Linked DNA regions of Mus musculus: region 1 is linked to region 2. Evidence: chromatin contacts called from public Hi-C data. All regions are on one chromosome and are shown on one strand. Each heading gives the region's core, a stretch centred on a gene start, on an enhancer-like site or on the middle of the called end of the contact. The rest is flanking DNA. Distances are from core to core; before and after follow the strand shown. Region 1 has its middle 46 kb from the start of Gm46170. Region 2 overlaps Fam78b (family with sequence similarity 78, member B).

Region 1 (5,307 bases), core at 1,430-3,929, 150 kb after region 2:
GTGGGTCCCAACCCCCTCTGGGGATTGATTGATCCTTTCACAGGGGTTGTATATCATCATATCCTGCATATTAAATATTTACATTACAATTCATAGCAGTGGCAAAGTTACAGTTATGAAGTAGCAGAGAAAATAATTTTATGGTTAGGGGGTCACCACAACATCAGGAACTGTATTAAAGGGTCGCAGCTTGAGGAAGGTTGAAAAACTGCTGACTTAGGATTAAAACAGGCTGCTTTCCTCAAGTCACACGTCCTTGGTACTTTGTTTTCCTACTGCATGCAGCTCAACCCAACGAACCCTCACTGACATACACCTCCAGTGGTGTTTGTTACCATTGGTGCCTCACTGCGAAGACATTAGGTCTGATGACAATGTGACAAACTGACCTGAAGTAGTCCTCATGACACTTGCTGGTTCATAGGCATAGCCTGTCACCCAGCCGATACTGGCTTGGCTTGAGTCCCTCCTCTGTCTGTTTGACTCAACTGTGAGGGTCAGTGCCAATAATCATCAACCTGACTGACTCTAACTTCACCTGGGAGAAGCAGACCTCTGGGCATGCCTGTGGGGGATTAGCTTGATCATGTTAACTGAAATGGGGAGCCACTGTCCACTGTGGGTGGCGCCATTCCCTGGCTTAGGTACTGGATTGTCTAAGTAGAGAAAGAAGCTGAGCAGTTACCTGCATCTGTTGCCCTCACCTTCCTGGTTGTGGATGCCCCTACAACCTTGCCTTCCCCACAGTGGACTTTGCCCTTTGACAGTGAGCTGAGGTAAAACCTTTGTTTCCTTTAGGTTTCTTTTGCCAGGGTATTCTTATCACAGCAACGGGGGAAGAAAACAAGCAATACTTTGGTCTGAGCTAAACTCAATCAATTTTTAGTACCACCAAGGCTAGCTGCATAGTGAACTGAACTGAGCAGCACACTCACTCATTATCCTTTCATTGTTCCTAAATCACATTGTGTCTGTCACCTTATGTGACCTACTAAGCCACTAAATTGATAAAGATGGAGGCCATACTCTCAGTTCTCAGAGAACTAGGGAGGCTGGTACCCTGCCAGCAGTCTACACAGTCCCAAAACCGATGGGAGGTTATGGCCAAAAGCAGGTTCCAGTCATGTAAGGCACCATGGGACTTTCTCTAGTTAGTACCTTGTTCCAATGGAACTCTGGTGGGCCATGTTGGATGCTCAGTGATGCAGACACACTCCCTGCTCTCCAGGAACTGTTGTGCAAAACAGAGCTGGTGTGGGGTGGCATCTATGGAGACAAGTGGCATCTCCCCACGGTCTGCTTTTAACTGAAAGAATGAAAGGACTCCAGTGGCTCCTTCTCTCTTCCCTTAATTGCAGTGAATTTTACCTTTCCAGTCCCCATCTGCAATGCTTGGGACATGTCTGGGAGAGGCAGCATTACAAGTGCTAGGAACACCAGGGTGTGAGGGTCCCTATGGGTAAAAATGCACAAGGTAGGTCCTGGGGTTCCAACCCTCCCTGTAGAGCTGATCCACCTCACCCCAACAACCTGTTATCACTGATCCTCTTCCAGGTCTACAGGCTCAGAGTTCTCAGGGTAGATCCCAGTGATGCTTTTAAAATAATAATAACCACACACATGTGCACACATGCACATAGACAGCTGATGATAGCAGCCTGTAAAAACTACTGTAGTAGAAACAGCTGTAGCCTTGGGGCTGGGGAGGTGGCCATACAAGCATGAGGGCCTGAATGCAGTCCCAGAATCCTCTGGATCCTACAGCACACATCCATTTCGTGGGCAGGGACATGCCACCTTACAGAACCTGTGGTCTCTAGCCACATGAGAGAAACCCCTCTAAAATAAATAAATAAATGGTATAGGATGACGTGATGATACACACCTAATAAATAAATAAATAAATGGTATAGGATGACGTGATGATACACACCTTTAACCCCAGCACCCAAGAAGGCAGGAGGCAGGTCTCTGTGAGTTAGAGACCAGCCTGGTCTACATAGTGGGATATTATCAATAATAATAATAATAGAAGAAGAAGAAGAAGAAGAAGAAGAAGAAGAAGAAGAAGAAGAAGAAGAAGAAGAAGAAGAAGAGGAGGAGGAGGAGGAGGAGGAGGAGGAGGAGGAGGAAGAGGAAGAGGGGAAGAGGAAGAAGAAGAAGAAGAAGAAGAAGAAGAAGAAGAAGAAGAAGAAGAAGAAGAAGAAGAAGAAGAAGAGGAGGAGGAGGAGGAGGAGGAGAGGAAGAAGAGGAAGAAGAGAAAGAAGAAGAAGAGGAGAAGAAGAAAGGAAGAAGAAGAAGAGGAGGAGGAGGAGGAGGAGGAAGAGGAAGAAGAGAGTGATTGAGGAAGACACTTGACAACTTCTAGCCTACACACACACATATACACTCACACCTACACACCCATCCACACACACATCCACACTCCCTCCCCCCATCCCAATCCACTCACAATTGTTGCCATGGAGAAATTAAGGGAGTTAGTTTCTATGTGCTCTAGTGGAGGCTTAAATATTTTTTTAAAGTCATATTAGTAGTTAATACTTTTAATAGCACCTGAGTATACATCTCTTAAATATCAATAGCCAGTCAAATGGCTGTCCAGGAACTGAAGCCACCCACTCCTGCTGCCGTCTGAATCCCCACCACTAGATGGCAGACACACACCAGACTTCCTGTCATTTAGGTTAGACCTTTGCAGCAGCTGAATTCAGTTTTCCAGTGATCCCGGAGAACCAGCACATTTCTTAGCATCCTTCACAGGTTTGGTTTGCTTTTTGGAGGGGTGTTTGTCTGTCTGTCTGTCTGTCTGTCTGTCTGTCTGTTTAAGTATGAGTGAACACATAACAAACACAGGAAAAATCTAGTGTGATTTTACAATGGAGGCCGTTTACTTCAGAGGAAGCAGATGGCACTGGGAGGGCTCCTCTGAAATGCACACGTGTGATGAGCATCCCGTCCAGGCAGGGGAGCTGTCACCAGGTGCTGGCTTGCCCCAGCCAGGACAGTCAGAACTCAACACACAAGTCCTTGGAGCCACTGAATCCAAACAGTACAAGTCAGGGCCCAGGGTAGATGTGGTGTTTACATAGAGGGTAGTTTTATGTTCCTAAGATGTATATACCAGGGCTTAGTCCTGTCTCTAATGGGTTCCCATGTTATTTTAGCTCATGGTTTATTGAAATATGTATGTAAGTATACACGCAAGACTAGGGTAACAGCTAGCTCATAGTTTCGGTTTTGCAATGTTGGGGATTGAGCCTGGACCTCTTGCTTATGCTAGGCAGGTGCTTTGGTACCAAGAAACATCCCCAGTCGAGAAAATGACCTCTTAAATTGTTCTCTTTGTGGTGGCGAAGGGGCGATTGGGAGGGATTTTTCTGAGATAGGGTCTTTGTATGTGACCCAAGATGACTTCAAATTTGTCATCTTGCCTCAGCTTAATATTGGGGTCACAGGTATGTGCCATTAACTTAAACTTTAGATCCGCCTTAAAGCACCTAAACACCCCCAGCATATCGTGAAGGAATCCACCTACCCTAGTCTCTTGAAGCCTACAATGCCATGTTCCAAGACCCTCTCTCTACTCCTTGTATTGAAGCCATTGTCTGCAAGCCAGCCCATTGATGGCTTCATTAAAGCAATGTTAATCTGGAGCTAAAACTGGGAGACTCACAACTACCTGTGACTTCAATTCCATGGCATCTGATGCCCTCTTTTGGCCTGAGGATACCATGCAAACAAGCGGTACCGATATACCATGAAGGCAAAACAGCCATACACATAGAAAGAATTAAGAGCAGCATCACTGCCCTGCCTCACCAGCAAAACCACCCTAGGGAAAGAGGGGACACTGCTGAGGCTCCTATCCAGAGGCCTGCCTAGTTCCAGGGTTAGCAAAAAGCAAGCATCTGGAAAGACAGGATGAGAAGTAGAGATGAAGGGAAGCTAAGACATGGGAACTGTCAGGAACGACAAAGAGCAAAAGCCAGTTGTGTGAAAGGCCCTGGATGTAGGTCTTTTAAAAACAGGAATAAGCTGGATGTGATTGTGTGTGCCTTTAATCCCAGCACTTGGGAGGCTGAGGCAGGTGGATCTCTCTGAGTTCAGAGGCCATTCTGGTCAACATGGCACAGGGCTATATAGCAAGACTCTTACCTCAAAGAACCAATCAATCAATCAATAAATAATCAAGCAAGAATAGAAAGGCTGGAGCGATGCCTCAGTAGTTCAGAGCACTTACTGCTCTTTCAGAGGATCCAGGTTTGGGTCCCAGCACCCACATGGTGCCTCACTCCAACACTTTGTGCGTTGCATGCACATATATAGTACACATACATACATACATGCACATGTATGTTTTAAAAGTACACACATATACCTTCATTCACATCATAGTGAGTTGTCATTAATGTAAGCTTCCTTACACATGCCCCACCCCGCTACCTTCCCTCCCCCGACCCCACCCCTAGCTCACTCCACCTAGGTTTAGTTCTCCTTTTCAACAGAGAGAAGTGGGTAGGTCTGGAAGGCGGCAGAGGCTACACAAAGGACATCAGTGAGAACAGTGTCAGCGTTCCTAGAACCTCAGCCTCCCAGAAACCATGTGATAGGGAGTGCAAGGTAACTAACCCTGGGAGAGCCCTGGGAGTCTGTCCCACACACATCCCAAGACCAGGACAGGAGGCAGGCTAAGCACCCCTGCTTCCTCCAGAAATGCAAGGCCCAGCCCTCCCTCCGCCCAATTCTCACAGCAGGCTTCGGAGACTGCTGCTAACCAGGCACCCACAAAGGAGTGAAGAGTTGAATTCATTGTTTTTATTTGTCTTTATTTACAGCCAAGTACATAGGGTGTGGTCATTTCATAGCACGAACAAAGGCAGGGCAGTAAAAAGCAAAGACGGGAAGAGGCAGCATCTTCCAGGGAAAGAACAGCCTAGGTCTCTAGCCACCCAACCTTGCTCTGGAGGCAGGGCTGGGTAGGAACTCACTGCCCGAGAGAAACAGGACTCCGCTGCTGAAACTCGGTCACCTGTGGCTGGCACCGTGAGAACACAGCAGGACCAGAGCCAGAATCTTAAAAGGGACTTGTATACACTACTAGATGCATCCAATTGTGCCTTTCCAACCTGCCCTCTTCCTTGTCCTGACACAAAGAGCATACAGCAATGGCCCAGAGGAAAATATGAACGGCAAAGGAGACAGAGAAGGCCAGCTGGTCCTTCGAAGAAAGCAAGGGCCTGCATGTACCAGGGGCTGACCCCAGCCTCAGGAAATCAGCCCTTTCTTTGGACTCTTGGACATGAA
Region 2 (5,353 bases), core at 1,811-4,310:
CCATCCTTCTGTTTTCCCATGCCTGCCTCCTCCCTCTGTTCAGCATCCATGAACCTGGTCCCTGCCCATACCCTTCCCTCCCTCCTGGGTGCTATTTGGCCAGAACTGGATCTCTTTCCATCTGCCCACTTTGATACCAGTGAAACAAGTCAGTGTCCCCAGCAGCCTGCCAGTAAGTGGCACTGGCAGATCCTAATCCTCTGGCACCGCATCCTCCCCTCAGCGTGCCTCAGCCCTGATGTCACCAGTGCTTGGGGAACGGTGTGGAGAGGATAAGGGTAGAGGACCCAGGCTTGTACTCGCTGTGACAGCCATATACCGACTGAAGAGTGTGCACTGGAGCTGCGGAGTCGATGCCAGGCCCCTCCCACCTCTGCGACGTCCTTGCTGTGTGACATTATTGAGTGATTTGCCTGAGTCTCAGCTTCCGCATGAAATAACCAAAACAACACGCCTGCTGGAAGGTCGCTGTGTGGATCGTTTAGTAGACTGCTTGGCATCCAGTAAATACTGGTAGTGGTAATATCTTAATATCTGACTTTTGAGGGTCCTGCCCTCTGTCTGCCCTGAGCATCTCTAACTTAGTCACCACAGCTATTTTGCTCTGTGGTTCTCTTGGCCTTGTTCTTATGCCAACAAACAGACTTCTCTGAGTTTGACTTTATTTCTTGGCTTCCAGACGTTGGAAGTCTGCTAGACCACTGAGGCCAAGAGGCCTCAGCCTACACTGGTCAACCTCCAAGTCCTCAGATCTTGTCCTTCCTTCCTCAGGCCCACCCTTGGCTTGGAGACCCAGACCCCGGGGTTTGCCAGGCTGTGTTCTGGTTCCTCAGACTTTTTGTCTATTCTCTCCCCAACTCTGTTTGCCCCAGATATTTCTCTTGGTTTATTCTGGCCATTCTTGTCTTGTCCATAGGGCTGGCTAAAGAAGGCAGGCAGGAGTACAGGGGGGCATCACCTCTCTTCCCAATGCTATGGAGCACCTAGGAAATCCATGAGCCTCTTGTAAGATATGATCAGAGGAGCTGGGTTTAACATGGTCACTCCCCCCCACCCGGATCACTAATGTTCCAATAGCCACCAAAGCAGGAGAAGGGTGATAGCACTGTCTGGCCCTAGTGGGGCCTAGTGCCCCTGCTCCCCTGCTGCCACCTGTGGGCCCAGGAAACTGTTCTTCTTCATTCACCTGGTAAATGTCTGATGCCTCTTTGTATCTTGGAGATTTGACAACTGTCTCTTCATCAGTATGTTCTTGACCTTGAAGATGTGTTCTCCTTAATCAGACAAGTGGAAAATCACAACAACTTCTGGGCCGACTAATCTGAAGGGGGTGGAGGGGGACCTGTCCTGACCTCAGCTTTTAAAGCTAACACAAGTTTAGGTCCAGATTTCAAGGCTTCACAGAGTGGTTCCCCTTCACTCAAGGGCTGCCCACCCCCATCCCCTGCACAGCTGACCATTCTCACTGTTCATTGTCACCAACAGATGACTGATACCATTGCACTCGACCACAGAAATCTAGCCTCACCTTTATAAATAGCTATAACTGCAGGTGCTCTGTGGCAATGAGATTGCAGACCCAGACTGCGTCAGCAAACTACTATGAGGTTGGGGTAAATGGGGAGATCCCACAATGTCCATCTCTAAGGCCCCACTGGAAGGTTTCACACTAGGAATCCCACTTGGCTGGTGTACATGCAAATAAATGAGCTACATTTCCTCCCAGCTAGTGACAGGGCACAAGGAGAGGAGGAAGAAGAGGAGGAAGAGGAGGAGGAGAAGGAGGGGGGTGCAAAGAGACTGAGTGTCACAGTTAGGAGCTATGGAATCCTAGATTTTGGCAGGGACTCTAGTTGAAGCTTGGCTTTGAGGATGGATCCAGGTAGTGTACAGGCAGGAGTGGAACCTCCTTCTACCAGTTTGCACATGGAGAAGCTATCAGAGTTCAGAGCCCCAGCATCTTCTCAGCCACAGATAATGCAGGACACTCTGAAGGAACCAGAAGCCTGGAGAGGACCGTGAATAGACACTGGGCCCCTAGTGACCCTAGAGCCAGAAGAACCAGGTATATGTAATCTTCGCTTATGAAATACACAGCTCATCTCTTGGGGACAGACATGATGTCTCTTTGTTTGAAGGCACATCCCTTTATGGTCCTCAGAACCCAACTCTATCAGTACAAAGACCCAAGTCTTGAGTCAAAGTATAGAGATACAGCCCAAGGTCTACCTACTCGGGAATGTATTCTGCCCTCTTGGTTGGGCACATAAGAAAATTCAAAATGAAAGAGCTTGCAAGGTAATTGGAACTCAGTCGTCTCTCAGAAAGATACGAACAGCCTCTGTTCATATAATTTCTGCTAGTCATCTTTACCCTGTAAGGTGTTTATGCTCTGTGCATGTGTGTGAGTGTGTGTGAGTGTGAGTGTGTGTGTGTGTGTGTGTGTGTGTGTGTGTTTAGGTCTTCTGTGTGGTGCATGTGCGCGTGCCAGTGTGTGTTTTCTAGATCTTCCGTGTCACAAGGTAAACATAATGTTGGAACAAAGTAAGTGCTCACCAAAAACTTTGTGAAAAGAATTTGGAAAACTGTGTTCTCTTGGAGTTGTGCCATGATTTGGCATTTCTCTATTTCAGTGTCCCCACTGAATAAGTGAAATTTGGCTGCTTACCCTCCTGTCACCTCCTCAGGATGAAAGTGAAATAAATAGTGCAATCCCATCTGCATAAGGGGAGGAAAATTCCCTTGGAGGATTCTCAGGCCCCGGTTGCTCAACCTTGGTTTGAAAAGAGCAATCTGCATAACAGCACCTGAAAAGCAGCTGTAATGCACCAAGCACTGCTTCCTCTTGGTCCACATAGCAGCCGAGCAGGAACATTAGGGAGAGCCATCTGTTCCATCACCCTATGGGCCGTGATCTCCGTGAGAATGGGGGGGGGGGGGAGCTCCTTGCCTGCCACTAGGCTTTGTGCCCATTAAGGGACTAAAAGGGCTTGTGTGGCCTGCGGGCACAATCCTTGGAGGAGACACCCACTGGGTCTTGCAGAACTGCTCTGCAGGTATGACTAAACACCCTTCTGTGTGCAGGCTGCCAGCTTGCGCAGCCATGGGAATGGAAAAGACACTCTGCTCCAGGAAGCTGAGAACTCGAGTCAGCGGCAAACCATCCTCAGACGTGACCCAGAAAACTGGCCTCCCACCTGAGGTCTCGGGGCTGTCAAGTAGAGAAGTCCGCAGAGATTTCTGGGTCCCAGGCGGGATAACTGACCTGGAGGTGGTGGTGAAAGATAGGCACATCCCAAGGTGTCATGGTGCTAGTGAATCTATCGTGAGGCTGGGAAATGAGAGAAATCTCCACTTAAAGATAAGGCCTCTGCCAGGACTCAGGAACCTTGGGGAACATGGGAAATTTTCTTTTCTCTGCGATAGAAGCTGGGGGGAGGGGAGGGGAGGGGGGGTAATATGTCTGCCTGTGTGCCAAAGAGAAGCGGATGTGGTCAGAAAGGAAGGAGGTGGAGCGGAGGTGGGTGGGTAGTGTTTACAGGCTTCTCAGAGTCTGACATAAACAATGCAGAACTAGGAAAGATCCTAATTTTAAAACCTACTCTGCAATCATGGTGCAAACCAGCCGAAGACTGGGCCATGGGCCAGGGCCAGGGCCAGGGCTGGGAACTGGTGGCTGAGAAGCTGGGTGGCTGCTTAGAGACAGTGAGATTTGTGACTCGTGAGGTGACACGCAGGGCCTTGGCTTCCAACCCTCCTCAGCCACCTCTGTCACAGCTCTCTCCCCAGCCCTGAGCCCAGCTCTCACCTGCTCCATACCTCTCTTTTCTTCAGCTACCTGATGAGGACCAAGGCAGATCCTGTCAGGGTGGGGTTTAGAGGGAGAAGTGCAACAGAACCTGAAATGACAGAGAACCTGAAGCTCCTGGAAAGAGCGCACGTCACTCTCTTCAGTACTGATATAGGGAAGCTTGAGTTCTCAGAGTAGGTGCCATGCTTTCCCAGAATGCTAATTCCTTAGACTCTACTAATGACAATTAAGAGCGAAGATCTGAGGCTCTTTCCCACCCTCTAAGTTCAGCACAGTTAACTTGGCAACCGGTATCCCTTTAAAGAGTAGGCTCAATCCAGCGGTTAGACCACAGACTCTCAGTGTAGTATCAGTAGTGAGGATGTTGCAGTCAGCTATGATGGGGTGACACTGTCAGGACTGATCATCAGCCCCACAAGGAGAACTGGATGGTGGAGGTTCTCTGCTCTGCCTGTATTAACCCTTGAAGTTGATGGATTTTGAAGAGAGGAGGCTTGGAGAAACCTAGGTAGCCAGGGTGACGGCCCTGTGGGGAGGAGAGACTGTCTAATAGCTATTCCTCAACGTCTCCATGTTGTGATGCCAACATAGTCATGGCAGTGTGTATCAGTGTCCTCCATGACCACTACTCTGATCTCTCAGGAGTCCAGGGCCATTTAGTACCAAGGATGCACTGTGAGAAAGCAAGCGGTATAGAATCAGACCTCTGTTCTGGCACTCAGGCCTGACCCTCCCGAGCTGGATGACTTTGAGCAAGTTTCCTGTCTAACAACACTGCCCAGCCCCCACCCCCATGGCCTCACCGGATTGGGAAGAGGAGAGTGGGCCCTTCTCAGAGAGGATGCTCATTCCAACCCCCCACTCACACTGGGAACGCTGGCCAGGTCAAAGAGCAGGTGCACCTTAAGTCAGAGAGAGCTCGTTTGAATGAAATGACCAGCATGAGCGGTGTGGCTGAGATCCGGCTCTTCTAAAAGGGAGGTGGAAAGCGTGAAGGTTGCAATAATCGATGCTTTCATTATTAGGCCCATTGGCAGGTGCATTAGCTGTGAGCTTTGGGTCAATGGCTGATTGTTTAAAACGAAAACACTGTTTATCACAGTGAGGAGAAAGGTGGTGGGGGAAAGCAGAGATAACTAATGTTTGCAGGGAATGGTATAAGTTACAGAGCGTTTGCTCATACACCAACACTTTGTTTTACCCTCGAGATAACTCAGATGAAGAGATGCTCAGAACAGACAAGTAGACCAATGGAATAGAATTGAAGACCCAGAAATGAACCCACACACCTATGGTCACTTGATCTTCGACAAGGAAACTCAAGAAGAATGAAGACTGAAGTGTGGACACTATGCCCCTCCTTAGAATTGGGAACAAAACACCCATGGAAGGAGTTACAGAGACAAAGTTTGGAGCTGAGATGAAAGGATGGACCATGTAGAGACTGCCATATCCAGGGATCCACCCCATAATCAGCATCCAAACGCTGACACCATTGCATACACTAGCAAGATTTTATCAAAAGGACCCAGATGTAGCTGT

What was found. A called contact is a pair of places that touch in the nucleus more often than the background predicts.
Region 1: a contact with region 2 is called in a Hi-C map of cerebellum, with 2.6 times the contacts expected there. The contact joins two enhancer-like sites. A contact is called at or near these places in 7 of 484 Hi-C or Micro-C datasets (cerebellum, cerebral cortex, cortical neurons and 3 more), 2 of 115 datasets of contacts at active chromatin or transcription factors (differentiating embryonic stem cells and large pre-B cells) and 1 of 9 other capture datasets (embryonic stem cells).

Annotation. Positions count from the first base shown.
Region 1 is chr1:167,218,087-167,223,393 of GRCm38.p6, forward strand. It overlaps a transcript of Uck2 not described here. Among named protein-coding and RNA genes, the nearest start is that of Gm46170, 46 kb to the right of the region's middle. Within about 2 kb of position 2,680, at least 28 of the 459 cell types and tissues checked have an H3K27ac peak or open chromatin away from gene starts, as enhancers often do. A contact at or near this core is called in cerebellum and cerebral cortex, where this site is marked.
Region 2 is chr1:167,066,916-167,072,268 of GRCm38.p6, forward strand. All of the region lies in intron 1 of Fam78b (family with sequence similarity 78, member B), which reads left to right. Among named protein-coding and RNA genes, the nearest start is that of Gm33610, 35 kb to the right of the region's middle. Within about 2 kb of position 3,061, at least 18 of the 459 cell types and tissues checked have an H3K27ac peak or open chromatin away from gene starts, as enhancers often do. A contact at or near this core is called in cerebellum and cerebral cortex, where this site is marked.